2 separate regions of the Ovis aries genome follow, and region 1 is linked to region 2. Evidence: chromatin contacts called from public Hi-C data. All regions are on one chromosome and are shown on one strand. The core of a region is the stretch at or near the end of the contact, and the rest is flanking DNA. Distances in the headings are between cores, read along the strand shown. Region 1 overlaps ACOT7 (acyl-CoA thioesterase 7). Region 2 holds the start of ESPN (espin).

Region 1 (7,513 bases), core at 3,100-5,599, 73 kb after region 2:
TGACCTGCTTTTGCTTCTCTGGGTTGAACCTCATTCAGAAGGGACAGGTCTGGGGAGCTTCTGGCACAAGCCGTGAGGCATGCTTAGAGCTGGCTGCCCTGTGGAAACCCGCCTGGACCCTGGCAGCAAGCCCAGTGGTTCTGCCCGTGTTTGGGTGCTGGTGGAAACCCCACAGAGGACTTCACGTGTCCTGGAAATTGGTTGGACTTGTCACTGCCACCTTCTCCTTTAGGCAGTTCTGCTTTCACCGTTGGGTAAAGGAAACAACCCCCTTGCCCCGCCTCCCCCAGTTCCCCGGAACTCACGTGGAAGTGTTCCATTTTAGCACTGACATTTTCCTATCAGAGTTGGAGATGTTGGCCTCATGCTGGAGGGCTGTGGGTAGGGTGGGCAGGGGGCAGTCATCAGTGGAGCTGCCACCAAGGCTGCTGGGGGCCTGGCCTGGGCTGGCTGGACTGGAGAGCAGGACCTGAGCTTGGCTGCAGGCTGTGGGGACTCAGCCCGGCCGCTCCCTGCTGCCTTCTGGGGGAGTGCTCAGGTCACTCGGGCAGGGGCCTCAGGCCACATGCTGTCTTGGTTTCTTGGCGTCATTGTAACACATGACCACGCCTGGGTGCCTTAAAACACAGAAATGCATATGCTTTCACATCTGGAGGCCGCAAGCCCCACACCACAGGTCGGCAGGGCCATGCTCCCTCTGAAGGCTCTAGGGGAAAGGGCCTTTCTTTCCTTGTCCAGCATCCAGGCTGCAGGCAGTGCCTGTGTGTCTTGTCACAGCGTCACTCCAGGCTCTGCCTCTGTGTCGTGTGGCCTTTTCCCCTCGTGTGTCCAGACCTCCACCTTCCTCTAAGGATACCAGTTATGGGAACACAGCCCTGATAATAACCTCACCTTAACTTGACCACATTTGCAAACACCTTGGTTCCAAATCAGATCACAGTCACAGGTTCCAGGGTCAGGCTTTAGCTGATCTGAATTGTGTCAGGGGACACAGTTCAACCCCGTCCAGAGGCTCCGGGTCGGGTGGGGCCTGGCCTGGCCTCGGGGGACCTGGAGGAGCAGAAGCACAGGGCCTGCCCTCAGGACACACAGACGTGTGGGGAGCAGGGTGGCTCCTCTGGCCTCCCCATTGTCCCTTGCCTGCAGTCCGTTCCTGGAACAGCCTCTCCCACTCTGTTCCCCTGCCTTTCTCCCGCCCATAGGAACCAGCAGAGATGGTAGCCTTGCTGTGGTGAGTTCAGAGAAGGCTTTGCTCAGCACCTTTGTTTCAGCTGTGCTTTGAGTACATTTTATTTTATTATTTATTTATTTATTTTAAATATTTTATTTTTTTAATTTTTTAAATTTTAAAATCTTTAATTCTTACATGCGTTCCCAAACATGACCCCCCCTCCCACCTCCCTCCCCACAACATCTCTCTGGGTCATCCCCATGCACCAGCCCCAAGCAGGCTGCACCCTACGTCAGACATGAACTGGCGATTCAGTTCTTACATGATAGTATACATGTTAGAATTCCCATTCTCCCAAATCATCCCACCCTCTCCCTCTCCCTCTGAGTCCAAAAGTCCGTTATACACATCTGTGTCTTTTTGCCTGTCTTGCATGCAGGGTCGTCATTGCCATCTTCCTAAATTCCATATATATGTGTTAGTATACTGTATTGGTGTTTTTCTTTCTGGCTTACTTCATTTGAGTACATTTTAAAGACTGTGGATTTATTAATATTTGACATGGTTGACATGGTTTCGTGGGGCTTGCGGGATCTGTGCTCCCCGACCTAGGATCGAACCCGTGCTCCCCGCATTGGGAGCAGAGTTTTATCAACTGGACCACCAGGGAAGTCCTTTGACATGGTTTTAAATTCAGAAGGCACAGAGGTGTCACTGTGACTTTCCTCCAATCGCTGGTTCTCCTCTCAGGGGCCGTGGAAGCTTCTGGTTTCCCGGGCCTCCCCCCAAGGGTGGTCTCCACCGGGCCTGCAGGTACGGTAACCCGTCTCCCATCATTCTGAGCCTTTTCTCATCTAACGAGGCTTCTCCGAGACCCTTCCTCCCTCTTACCTGTCATGTAGGTGTAACTTAATCTAACTAGCCCCTTATTGGCGGAATTAGGGCACGGCCCGCTTTTGCACATAAAACAGCTTTTCAGTGAGTAACCTTGAACACGCTTGGTTTGGTCATGTGTGGAAACATCTGTAGGGTGAATTCCTCTTGGTGGGACGTCTGGCTTAGAGCAGCCCATGTATCTGGAGTTTGGGTGGATGATGATAAAGCTGGTTGCCCTCCGGAATTTGGTGTCTACTTAGGCTCCCCATTTGTCCACGAGTCGCCTTTCTTCATGGGGCAGAGGTGGCATGTTGCTGGGACAGGCTGGTGCAGGCGAGGTGGAGGGAAGGTCCAGGTGGGCCCAGCCAGCAGTACTGGCCTGGGCAGGTGCAGCCTAGAGCTCCAAGAGGCAGTGGGAGTTAGGCGAGGAAAGTTCCAGACCCCTGAGGGCTTCAGAGGCCTTGCTAGGGAGTTGAATCTTTTTTTTTCCTGGTTGCCCCACGTGCCATGCCGGATCTTAGTTCCCTGATCAGGGATCGAATCCATGCCCCCTGCAGTGGAAGCATGGAGTCTCAACCACTGGACCGGCAGGGAAGTCCCGGGAGTTGAATTTTTCTCCCATAGGAGGGGCCCTGCTGGGTCTGGCAGGGCCGTGGACTCCTGCTTAGGAAGACTGACTCTTGGGGCAGCAGGGTGAATGGTGGGCTCAGGCTGGGAGGCAAGATGTAGGCAGAGAAGCCCCTCCATCCACAGCCCCCGGGTGACTTCTCACACACCAGCCCTGACTCAGGGTCTCCCAAGGCCACCCTGCCCCTAGGACAAGTCCAGGCTCTGTCTCAGTCCCAGGCCTGTGTGACAAGCTCCTGGCTCCATTCTCCAGCTCGTCCTTCACTCCCATTCTCTCCCCCCAGGGGTCACTGGCCGGCTTTGGGGGACCACTGTCTGTTTCTGTACCTGCTGAGCTCTCCCATCTCTGGGGTCTTCTGAGATACCACCTCTCCTTGGAGCATCCCTCATGCCCCACCCTCTGTCCCTGGCTCACCTGCTCCCTCTCCAGGACTTGACCCAAGTGTCACTTCCTCTGAAGTTTTCCTGATGCCCCAGTGGGGGGTGGTTGCACCATCTGAAAGTGACTCTATGACCCAGGTGTGTGTGGCTTCCTCCCTGCTCTTGTCATTAGCTTAGTGTCTGCTTCAGAGGTTAGCAGGGAGGAGGCGGTGCTTGCTTTGGTTAGCCGTGGGCCCAGCCCTGGCCAACTCATCCTGTGGTTTGGGGCAGGAGTAGCTGGAATGGAGGGGGAGAGGTGGTGCGTGACAGGGTGGTAACATTCCAGATGCCACTGCTGGGAGTGCAGGGAGAGAGGAAGATGGTGGAGAGGATCTTGGGGTGCAGGATCTCTGGTCACAAGAGGCAGTGTCCCTGCCACTGGCCAGCTGAGAGGACGTGGGGGATGGGGTCACGGGAAGGGCTCCCTGGGCCAACTGTCTACTTTTCCCTGGAGCTTCTGGGGTTCAAGGATTGAGGGAGTTGCAGGTTGGCATGGGCAGAGGGGCAGAGAGAGGTGGGAGAGAGAATGGGGCACACAGAGTCCCTCCAGGATGGGGTCAGGCCCACCACCTGCTCTGCCCTCCTGAGCTGGCCTGTGTGGTGGCCATTTCAGTTGGGTGCTGCCAGTCAAATTTCAAGAGATTTCACATTAAACTCTGGATTGCCGGCTTCTCTAGAAAACTCAGAGCTTTGGTATCCTCAACTCGAACCCCTGCAAGGATGCAGCTGGCCAACTGTGAGGGCCAGTACCACCCAGTACCGCCCCTTCACCTCCCTGACCAGAGACCAGTGGGCAGTGCCGTGTGGCATCGTGCATGCTCCACTGGGCTGTCTTTGTTTCTTTTCTGATAGAAAAGAGGAAAGTGAAACACTTTTCATCTCTGTGTCTTTGCTAAAAATGGGAAAGCGGGAGTGCCACCAAGGGGCCACACGTTCCCCTGGCTGCCCTGGTTGCTCCCACTCCTGCCTGCCTGGAGGTGACACGCATTGCGGGCATTCAGGGGGAAGTGAGTTGAGGAAGACCCTGCCCAGCAGCTCCAGAGCTCTTTGGAGGAAGGAGGGGACAGAGGGAGGGTGGGCAGGTGCGGAACCATAGCCCTGGCGTTGGGGTGGAGGCTGGGATGGAATCATGGTGACGCCCTGGGAGAGGCATCTGATTTGGGGCCCCAGGGAGGGGCTGCCAGACCTGGGCTCTGGCCCTCCTTGTTTGCACAACTGCAGAGCAGAGGCAGGATCAGGTCCCTGGGGAAGGTTTGCATCTGCACCGTGTGGGTGCCAGCTGGCTTGGGGGCGCTAGGACAGTCCTTGGGCAGGACCCGGGGTGACTAGGACAAGGAGGTGGGGGTGGGCCTGGAGCTCAGTACCCTGGGGCCCCTCCGGAGTTAGTGGGATGTTGGTGCTGTGGGGTCCATCCGGACCCCCAGTGTCGCAGGGTGGCTCCAGGCTCTGTCCCGTGTCGGAGGTGCCTCCTCCCCGGTCCCTCCCTCCTCAAGCCCTCCCGGATGTGAGCACTTCCTCCTTGGCCTTGGGGCCCTCTGTTTGCTCTTCTTGGCCCTGAGCCAGCCAGGCGTTCACAGCCCCACTTTACAAACAGGCAGAAATAAGTCAGGCTCCCCAGACGCAATCTGCGTGGTGTAGAATTGTTTCAGTCCTGCCCTGTCTGGACCCCTGCCTGGCCCTTGGGCCTGTGGGTAGAGGTCTTTACTAAGTTGAAAACAAATGCCAAGGAAAGAGTTTGTTGTGGTTGTTTTGTTATTTGAATTGCCTACCTCTTAAACTTTAACAAAAAAAAAGAGCTTAGTAGTATAAGTGGGAATTTTTAAAACTCAAAACATTAAAAATATGTTCTATAACATTTTTTATTAGAGGTTACTTTTTGAGCAGTTTTTGTTTTTGCTGGAGCCTAGTTCCCCACAGTGGAAGCAGTCTGAACCCGTGGACGCCAGGGAAGTCCTCAGAGCAGCTTTAGTTTCACAGCAAAACGGAGAGTCAAGCTCAGAGGCTCCCGCATGTCCTCTGCCCCGCATGCACAGCCTCGGCCTTTATCAGTAGCCCAGCAGAGAGGTGCATCTGTCGCAGCCGATGAACCCACAGTGACGACTCTGTGTCGTACCGCAGTCTGCAGTTTACGTTGCGGTTCACTCTAGTAGTTGTACATGCTGTGGACAAATGGGTAGTGATATGTCCACCATTCCAGAATCATGCAGAGTATTTTCACTGCCCTAAAAATCCTCTGCTCTGTCTTCTTATCCCACCCCCACCCCAACCTCTGGCAAACACTGACCTTGGTTTTTTTTTTTTAAGTGTTTATTTATTTGCCAGGCCTTAGTTACAACATGTGGAATCTTTTAGTTGTGGCATGTGGGATAGAACTCAGGCCCCCTGCATTGGGAACTCAGGAGTCTTAGCCACTGGACCACCAGGGAAATCCCAACACTGACCTTTTCTTTTTTCTTTTTGGCTGCACTGGGTCTTCAGTCCTTTGGAGATCTGTGGGAGGCTTTCTCTAGTTGCGGTGCACGGGCTTCTCACTGCACTGACTTCTCTTGTCGTGGAGCACAGGCTCTAGGGCTCTCAGGCTTCAGTAGTTGTGGCACAGGGGCTTACTTGCCCTGATGGCATGTGGAATCTTCCCAGGCCAGGGATCGAACTCACCTCCCCTGCACTGGGGGCTTTCCTGGTAGCTCAGCTGGTAAAGAATCCGCCTGTAATGCAGGACACCCCAGTTTGACTCCTGGGTCAGGAGGATCCCAGGGAGAAGGGAATGGCTATGCACTCCAGTATTCTTGGGCTTCCCCAGTGGCTCAGATGGTAAAGAATCCGCCTGCAATGTGGGAGACCTGGGTTCAGTCCCTGAGTTGGGAAGATCCCCTGGAGGTGGGCATGGCAACCCACTTTTGCCTGGAGAATCCTCATGGACAGAGAAGCCTGGTGGGCTATAGCCCATGGGGTCGCAAAGAGTTGGACACTACTGAGTGACTAAGCACACACCCCTGCGTTGGCGCATGAATTTAACCACTGGCAAGTCCAAACATGGACTTTTTAAAATTGTCTCCATAGTTTTGCCTTTTCTAGTGGTAGCTTATGGTGATGGTGTCGGATTCATGATCTTTGAAGGAGAAAATTTCGCTTTGGGACCATAGACGCGGCTTCCGTCACTCAAGAGCTTCATGTGGCAAAAGTATTATTAAAGTAAAAAGGGATAGAGAAATCTTCTGACACAGACACCAGAAGGGGGCAGAAGAGTGCTCCCCCCACTAGTCTTAGCAAGACTTTATATACTTTATCAATTGGTTACTAACAGTAGATCCGAAGAATGCCTCAAGGTTGTAAAGGTCTTACAAGACCCACTCACGCAACATACATCTTAACAAGGTTAGCCAGAAGGAATGGGTTCCTGTTAAGAAGAAACAAGTCCTCGAGCAAGACACATTGATGTTATATAATCATTAGTACACAGTTTAAGGAAAAACATACCCTTCAGTTCAGTTCAGTCGCTCAGTTGTGTCCGACTCTTTGTGACCCCATGGACTGCAGCACACCAGGCCTCCCTGTCCATCACCAGCTCCCAGAGTTTGCTCACACTCATGTCCATGGAGTTAGTGATGCCATCCAACCATCTCATCTTCTGTCGTTCCCTTCTCCCGCCTTCAATATTTCCCAGCACCAGGGTCTTTTCAAATGAGTCAATTCTTTGCATCAGGTGACCAAAGTATTGGAACTTCAGCTTCAGCATCAGTCCTTCCAATGAATATTCAGGACTGATTTCCTTTAGGATGGACTGGTTGGATCTCCTTGCAGTTCAAGGGACTCTCAAGAGTCTTTTCCAACACCACAGTTCAGAAGCATCAATTCTTTGGCGCTCAGCTTTCTTTATAGTTCAGCTCTCACATCCATACATGACTACTAGAAAAACCATAGCTTTGACTAGACAGACATTTGTTGGCAAAGTAATGTCTCTGCTTTTTAATAAGCTGTCTAGGTTTGTCATAACTTTTCTTCCAAGGACCGAGCGTGTTTTAATTTCGCCATCTACAGTGATCTTAGAACCCAAGAAAATAAAGTCTGTATTGTCTCCATTTCCCCCCATCTATTTGCCATGAAATGATGGGACTGGATGCCATGATTTCAGTTTTTTGAATGTTGAGTTTTAAGCCAGCTTTTTCGCTCTTCTTTCACCTTCGTCAAGAGGCTCTGTAATCACACATGCCACATCTTCTTCATCTGCTTCATCTGTCTGTGAGTGGGCAGGTCGGTTGTTTCATGTTTTGACTACTGTAAATAATGCCACGGTGAGCGTGGGGGTGAAGACACCATCTTTATAATGCATTTCTGGCTGCCTTGGTTCCTTTGTTGCGGTGCTCAGGCATCTTGTTCCGGTGCTAGGGCTCTCTAGTTATGGCGCATGGGCTTAGTTGC
Region 2 (6,681 bases), core at 3,778-6,277:
TGAGGACAGGCCGTCCCACCTTGTAGCTCTCAACCTGAGGCTGGGTCCTTTATCTCCACTTATTTCCCAGGTGCCCCCTTGAACTGACAAAAGTCACCAGTGAGAGCTCCCACCTCAGGTCCCAGGGTCACTGGTGTCCCACTCCCTCTGGGTCTGGGTGGTATCCTCCCCCGGGACCCCTGCTTCCCTCCAGGTACACCTAAGACCTGGCTCCCTCCTCCCCAGGAACTCCATGACTCCCAGGATCTATACTGAACCCCATTCTGCTGCAACCCCACCCCACCCTGGGGTGCACCCAGCCTATGGCTCAGCTGCTTTCTCTGATCAACCGCTTGCCCAGGGCCCCAGGGGGTTTGAGAGCCATACCCCCCTGGTTAGTGGGAATGAGCTACTGGCCGCAGGGGAGGACAAGCTGCTCTGTGATAGGCCAGGAGGCAGGGCGAGGGTCTGGGCAAAGGGCTACCTCCCTTCACTCTGGATAGCAGCCGTGGCTCCTCCTTCTTGACTAGAGTCTAGGAGCTGCCCCTATGCCCCATTTAGATCAGTCTTGCAAATTAACCCAGGCCAGAGCTAGAGGGCTGCCTGCTGCATGCTGGTAAGGATCCTGGGGAGGGGAACTGGTCTGTATGGCCATCTCCAGAGCTGGGGTGGGCTGGGGAGGATCTGCCTGCAGGGCTCGAGGCTTGTGGCTGTGGGCAGCCCACCAGGAGGGGAGAATTGTCAGCTTGCGTAGGCGTGGTCTCTGGCCAGGCCCCTGGCCATGGGATGGCCCAGAAGCAGTCATTCCCCCGGCATGCTGGAGAGGGAGACAACCTCAGGTATCCCCCAGAGCCCCCGCCAGCCCACCCAGAGCCCCCTGGAGAAGAGGGTCCTTACTCAGGGTGGGACCTGACGAGAAGCCTCAGGGAGGGGAAGTCTCCTTTGGCGGCAGCATAGTGAACAGGCAGGGCGCCGGTGTCCGTGGCCATGGTAGGGTTCCCACCGCCGTGACGCAGCAGCCAGTTCACCACCTCGGGGTGGCCAAAGCGGGCAGCCAGATGCAGGACTGTGGCACCAGAATTGTCTCTGTCCTGTGGGAGGAGACCTCGTTAGTCCTGAGCCCGGTCCTGCCTCGCTCAGACCACTTCCTGCATCCCACCAGCCACCAGGGCCCCTCTGTCCTCTGGCGCCTGACTGGCCCCCTCTGAATCTCAGTCCTCAGGGCAGCACCACGCCTTGCATGCTGGGCTCTCACGGCGCCTGCCATTGTCCCAGCAGGAGCGCCTGTCTGTCACCCAGATGCTCAGGGAATACCCAAAGGAGTCACTGGGTCAGGAAGCGTGGCTACTGGGCCTGCTCTCAGAGTGAGGAGGTACTCCCTGCACCTAACCCTGCCCCCTCCCTCGTCCCCCCTCGCCCTCCCCCTCCCCAAGTATCCCATAAAAAGAGGCCTCAGGGTTGATGTACCTCCAACACCCCAACCTCAGTGCAGAGAGCTGCCCACCCCAGCAGACTCCCTGTTCCCAGCCCCCAGGGAACAGACTGTGTCCCTGTGGAGGAGGAAGCCTCTGGCTACTGGTGGGCAGGACCCAGGCAGTTAGCCAGTGGTGGTAGGTGTGGGCTAGAGGCAGCCCCGGGGAAGGGCTTGAACAAGATCCCCTCCCAGGCACTCCAAAGGAGACAGGCCAATGCCCTGGGCCCAGGAGTGCTGATAGCATCTTCTGTGAACATCCAGGTGTGTGTGTCTGTCGTGGGAGGCGGTATGTGACCTGCAGGCCAAGGCGGGGAAACACGGAGAACCCAGGAGTCTGGACTCAGAGGCTCGGAGTTTTGGAGAGTGGGCACTGGGTCTGGAACAGAACGAGCTCCCAGCACCCAAGCACGTGGGATGCTGGAGAGGTAGGCAGGGAGCCCGGCAGGGGCAAGGGGAGTGGGGTGGGGCAGGGTGGAGGCAGGCACTGTGGGAACAGGTGTGGCTGAGGCTGCGGGAACTGGAGAGACCCTGAGCTTAAAGAAGGTGCATCTCAGTTACAGGAGAACTGCTGAGGCTCCTCCAAGTGAAGAAGTGTTGGTTGTTTTAGTTGTGTCCAACTCTTTGCAACCCCATGGACTGTAGCCCGCCAGGTCCCTCTGTTCATGGGATTCTACAGGTAAGAATACTGGAGTGGGTTGTTAGTCCCTTCTCCAGGGGATCTTCCTGACCCAGGGATCGAACCCAGGTCTCCTATACTTCAGGCAGAAATTTTTACTATCTGAGCCACCAAGGGAAGCCTCTAAGAAATGCAGGAAGTGAGGGGGCAAGGGAACAGGGCCCAGGGGCACGGTGGGGAGGTCACAGTCAGACTGTGGGGTTGGGGACAAACAGACTGGCTGATGGGCTAGAACACAGGCAGAGGAAGGGGAGGCAGAGAAACAGCCCACAGGAGGCAGAGGACGATGCTGAGAGGCCTGTGTGCAGAATGCCCGAGGAGGACCAGAAGACTGGTTTAGTCTGTCCTCCTGAGCCCAGCAGCTTCCCTCATGGCTCAAACAGTACTAACACTCTGCCTGCAATGCAGGAGACCTGGGTTTGATCCCTGGGAGGGGAAGATCCCCTCGAGAAGGAAATAGCAACCCACTCTAGTATTCTTGTCTGGAGAATCCCACGGACAGAGGAGCCTGGAGGGCTACAGTGCATGCAACCACGGGGTTGCAAAGAGTCAGAGGCAACTGAATAACTAACACACTTCCTGAGCCCAGCGGACAAAACTGGCTAGCAGTGACCTGGACAGGCCCACAGTGAAATATGCCCTGCACTCCAGCTCTTGAGAAAAACCCTCCTTCCCATCGGGCCTGGGGACAGTGGGCCTGAGGGTCCAGGGGATCCTGATGGCTCTGGGCCTCTGGGTGGGGGTGGAGAGGGAGGCCCCAGGAAGGAGAGGATCACAGGCCTGTGACCTGTCCCCAAGATCTCAACAGCTCCAGAGGCCCCAGAAGCCTCACGTGCTGTGGCCTGCACCCTAAAGCTGCTTATCTCCCCAGGCTGAGCAGGGCCCAGGATCGAGGTCATCCTCCCGTACATACACACTTCCGCCCCCAGCACCCAAGCTGGCTGGGGCTAGAGGGCGGGGGACTTGATAAGCTGGGCACAAGGCCACCTGCTCCTCTACCTCCTTTCCAGTGGCTGGGGAGGCTTCCGGTCAAAGCTGGACACCGGAATCGGGGAGGCGTGCCACCTCCCAAAAGGGTGGGGAGGCGCCACACGCCAGGAACTCCTGATAGCAGAGCTGGCCGGGAGATAAGGGGCCTGGTCATCTTCCAGGAAGGGTGGGATGGGGGGCCTTGCCATCCTGAGGCTAAAAGGTGGGGGAAATGGGGCCTGGCTATCCCTACGGCACAGCCGGTCAGCTCAGAGTACCCCTGCCTCCTCTACTACAGCCAGTTAACACAGTGGTCTCTTGCTAAGAGGAAAATGAGTTCTGTCCCTCCATCCTTGGCTTTCCCCCACAATCATAGGATCCTGCAAATTCTGAACCCAGCCTACAATCCTACAGGACCTGGCCCTGCTGGCTCCTCCCTGCCTCATCCCACTTCAGACATGCTCACCTCTTTGCTGTCCCCGTCACAGGACAGAATGTGTCCCCCTCAGGGCTTTGTACTTCCTGCTCCTTGTGCTCGGAATTCTCAGGTCATCACCTGGCCACTTCTTCCCCATCAGCCAAAAGTTCCTTCTGAGGTCACCCCTCGGAGGGGCCTTCTCTGGCCACCTTGCCCAAGCAGCTCCCTGATGCTCCCCCCACATGGCCTAGCAGTACCTGGTGGTACCTGGCTTACTCTCTAACCTGTGTGTTTGCTGTTCAGTGTCCTGATGGACTGGCAGTTCCAGGGGATCAGGAGCACACCTGGACCCCAGGCCTAGACCCTGCTGGATGCTCTTGTTTCTGGCAGGACTGAGCAGGAAAGCTACACACCAGACCTGAGCTGCCTCCTTTACGTCCCACTCAGGAGAGGCCAGACTGGCTAATACCAGCCCTGCGGCCACTGAGTGAGACCAGGTGGGGTCTCAGGGCAGGAAGACTCAGGCTAAGCTGAAGAATCTGGGAAGTGGGAAGGTGCTGATGTCCTGGGATCCGCTCAGATCGTGGGAAGGACCCCATTTACCAACTCCCCCACTCCTTAGGGAAACATGCAACTCAACCAGAGGTAGGCTGCAAGATTTTGTGCACCACCCTTCCCAGACCTGATCCTGAGGGACATGGGCTTCTGACTCCAGGCCCTTTGTTCCCCCCGCCCACTCTCCAGGACTCCCTGGATCAGTGCGTTTCCCACACCCTCACCCTTAAATGCTATCCTGGTTGAGCCCAACTCCATTCTGGTTTATCACCTGGTAATCTTCTAGGTGGTGGCCAGCGCTTGCCAGAGCATCTGCTCGGGTACTCTCAACCCAGGAGCCCACCCTGCCCCAAGTCCTTTGGAGGGAACTCCAAATCAGGTTTGGCTCCGCGGTGCCCCAAACCATCCATTCTTGAGCCACGAGGGCTCCAAGCCAGAACTCCTTCCTGGGGAGGAAGCCCCCTCGGGGGCCCAGTGAGCGGCGCAAACTCACATGCACTCCGCAGCCTCCCTGCGAGAGCAGCCACTGCAGGCAGGCGAGGTGACCAGTGGCGGCGGCGTCGTGGGCCGGCGTGGCGCCGTTGCGCGCGCGGGCCGCAGCGGGCAGACCGGCCTCCTCCACCAGGAAGCGCAGACAGTGCAACTTGCCGGCGCGGGCAGCGTGGTGCACCGGCAGCGCGTCCAGCGGGTCGCGCAGCGAGGGCTGCAGCAGGCGGGCGGCGTGCAGGGACCGCAGCACGTCCAGGTCGCCCTGGCGCGCCGCCTGCAGCGCCTGCTCCAGGGCCATGGTGCCGCCTGCGGCGCCGCGACCTGGGCTCAGAGCGTCCCTCGAGGCGCCATACAGGGAGAGCCGGCGGCCGGGCCGTCTGGGCCTGCGGGTCGGGAGGCGGAGCGGCTGCCGGCCCGGCCTCTGTCCCGCGTTGCCTCGCCGGCTCAGCTCGGCCTCCGCCGCGCTCTGGGGCACGGGGCACCCGCGGCGCCCGGCTTAAGGCTCGGGCCTGCCCCCGCCCCCGCCCCGCCCCGCCCCCGACTCCGCCTCCGCTCCGAGCGCCGGACTGCGGCCACAGGGGCGGTGCGCCCAGGGACTTCTCTCCTAATTTATTATACCTCCGGTCAGAACGGAGAACCCAGAGGGTGATCAGACTGGGCTCGAATTCGAGAGCCGTCCAGAGCGTCCAGACGAACTCATTTATCAATCCCGTGCCAGATGGAGGCGCTGGGGACACAAGCCAGCAAACAGTGACCGTGTGATCAGAAAAGGAAAACGGGGAGCTAGGGAGTGAGTTGTGGAGGCCACGTGGGCAGGCGGGGAAGGGCCATCTGGGAAGGGGCGGTGGGCTGGGCTTTATTCGAAGGCGCACAGAGGAAAGCCCCAGGCCTGAGAGACTTGGGGAGCAAGGGCCATTCACCAGGAACCGGCCTAAAAAGTCCTTAAGGAGTTCTGGGTCTATGCCTTGGAGGGTGGCACGGGTGCTGGGTCCTCAGCCTTTCTGGGTCCCCCAGACCCTGATAACTGTCCTCAGATTTCAGATTTCCCAAGGAAGGGTGAGAAAGAAGGGGAAAAAGATGAAGGCCTGGTGTACTCTGGTTTCCAGTCCTAGAGACCCTGGGCTCAGAGACCCTGGGCTCAGAGAGCGCCCAGAGCTACCCTCTGGGGTGGGGGAGTCAACTGTGAGCTTGGGGCCCTGAGGCTGCCAAATAAAGAGAGACAGAGAAGCAGGCTGCAAGGGCTGGGGAGAGGGAGGGGGCCGGCACAGGGGAGGCACTCCAGAGCAGTCACCCGGGGAGCAGGCCTGGGACTCCTCTGCAAGGGTGCAGGATGGCTCTGGGAGGGCAGTGGGCCAGGAGAGCACAGGTACGCCAATCTGCCTGCCTGCTTGGCCAGAAGCCCTTCGTGGGAGCTGGAGGGAGGCCCTGCGGGCTGAACAGGAGAAAGAACTGCTGGAAGACGGGGCTGTGTAGCTGTGAGAACTCAGTCAGCACACCCGGCGGCCTTGAAACATCCAGTGTCCTTCCTCCCGATGGGACTGACCCTTCCTCACCACCTCCCCACTGGAGCCCTGTGAGTGCTCTGCCAGGGGCTGTTTTACCCAATGGCTAGTGGGACAGGCACAGGATGGTGCTGGAAATGCCTAGAGTGAGGGGCCTCCAGGAAGAGGTGTGTGTATGTGTGTGTTTTAGTTGCTCAGTTGTGGTCAACTCTTTGTGACCCCATGGATTGCACCACGCCAGGCTTCCCTGTCCATCACCAACTCCCAAAGCTTGCTCAAACTCATGTCCATTGAGTTGATGATGCCATCTAACCATCTCATCCTCAGTTGTCCCTTTCTCCTACTGCCTTCAATCTTTCCCAGCATCAGGATCTTTTCCAGTGAGTCAGTTCTTCTCATCAGGTGGCCAAAGTATTGGAGCTTCAGCTTCAGCATCAGTCCTCCTAATGAATATTCAGGACTGATTTCCTTCAAAATGGACTGGTTGGATCTCTTTGCAGTCCAAGGGATTCTCAAGAGTCTTCTCCAACACCACAGTTCAAAAGCATCAGTTCTTCGGTGCTCAGTTTTCTTTATGGTCCAACTCACATCTGTACATGACTACTGGAAAAGCCATAGC

Evidence for each region. A called contact is a pair of places that touch in the nucleus more often than the background predicts.
Region 1: a Hi-C map of hypothalamus shows a contact between it and region 2, with 2.9 times the contacts expected there. The contact joins the enhancer-like site here to the promoter of ESPN in region 2. A contact is called at or near these places in 4 of 16 Hi-C or Micro-C datasets (hypothalamus, liver, muscle and 1 more).

The regions. Positions count from the first base shown.
Region 1 is chr12:46,362,947-46,370,459 of ARS-UI_Ramb_v3.0, forward strand. The region is part of intron 1 of ACOT7 (acyl-CoA thioesterase 7); the gene reads left to right. Among named protein-coding and RNA genes, the nearest start is that of TRNAE-UUC, 27 kb to the left of the region's middle. Within about 2 kb of position 4,350, at least 31 of the 54 cell types and tissues checked have an H3K27ac peak or open chromatin away from gene starts, as enhancers often do. A contact at or near this core is called in hypothalamus and liver, where this site is marked.
Region 2 is chr12:46,289,059-46,295,739 of ARS-UI_Ramb_v3.0, forward strand. ESPN (espin) reads right to left here and starts at 5,028. Exons shown (of 14, transcript XM_042257331.1): 1 at 4,565-5,028; 2 at 877-1,070. The coding sequence starts at 4,858.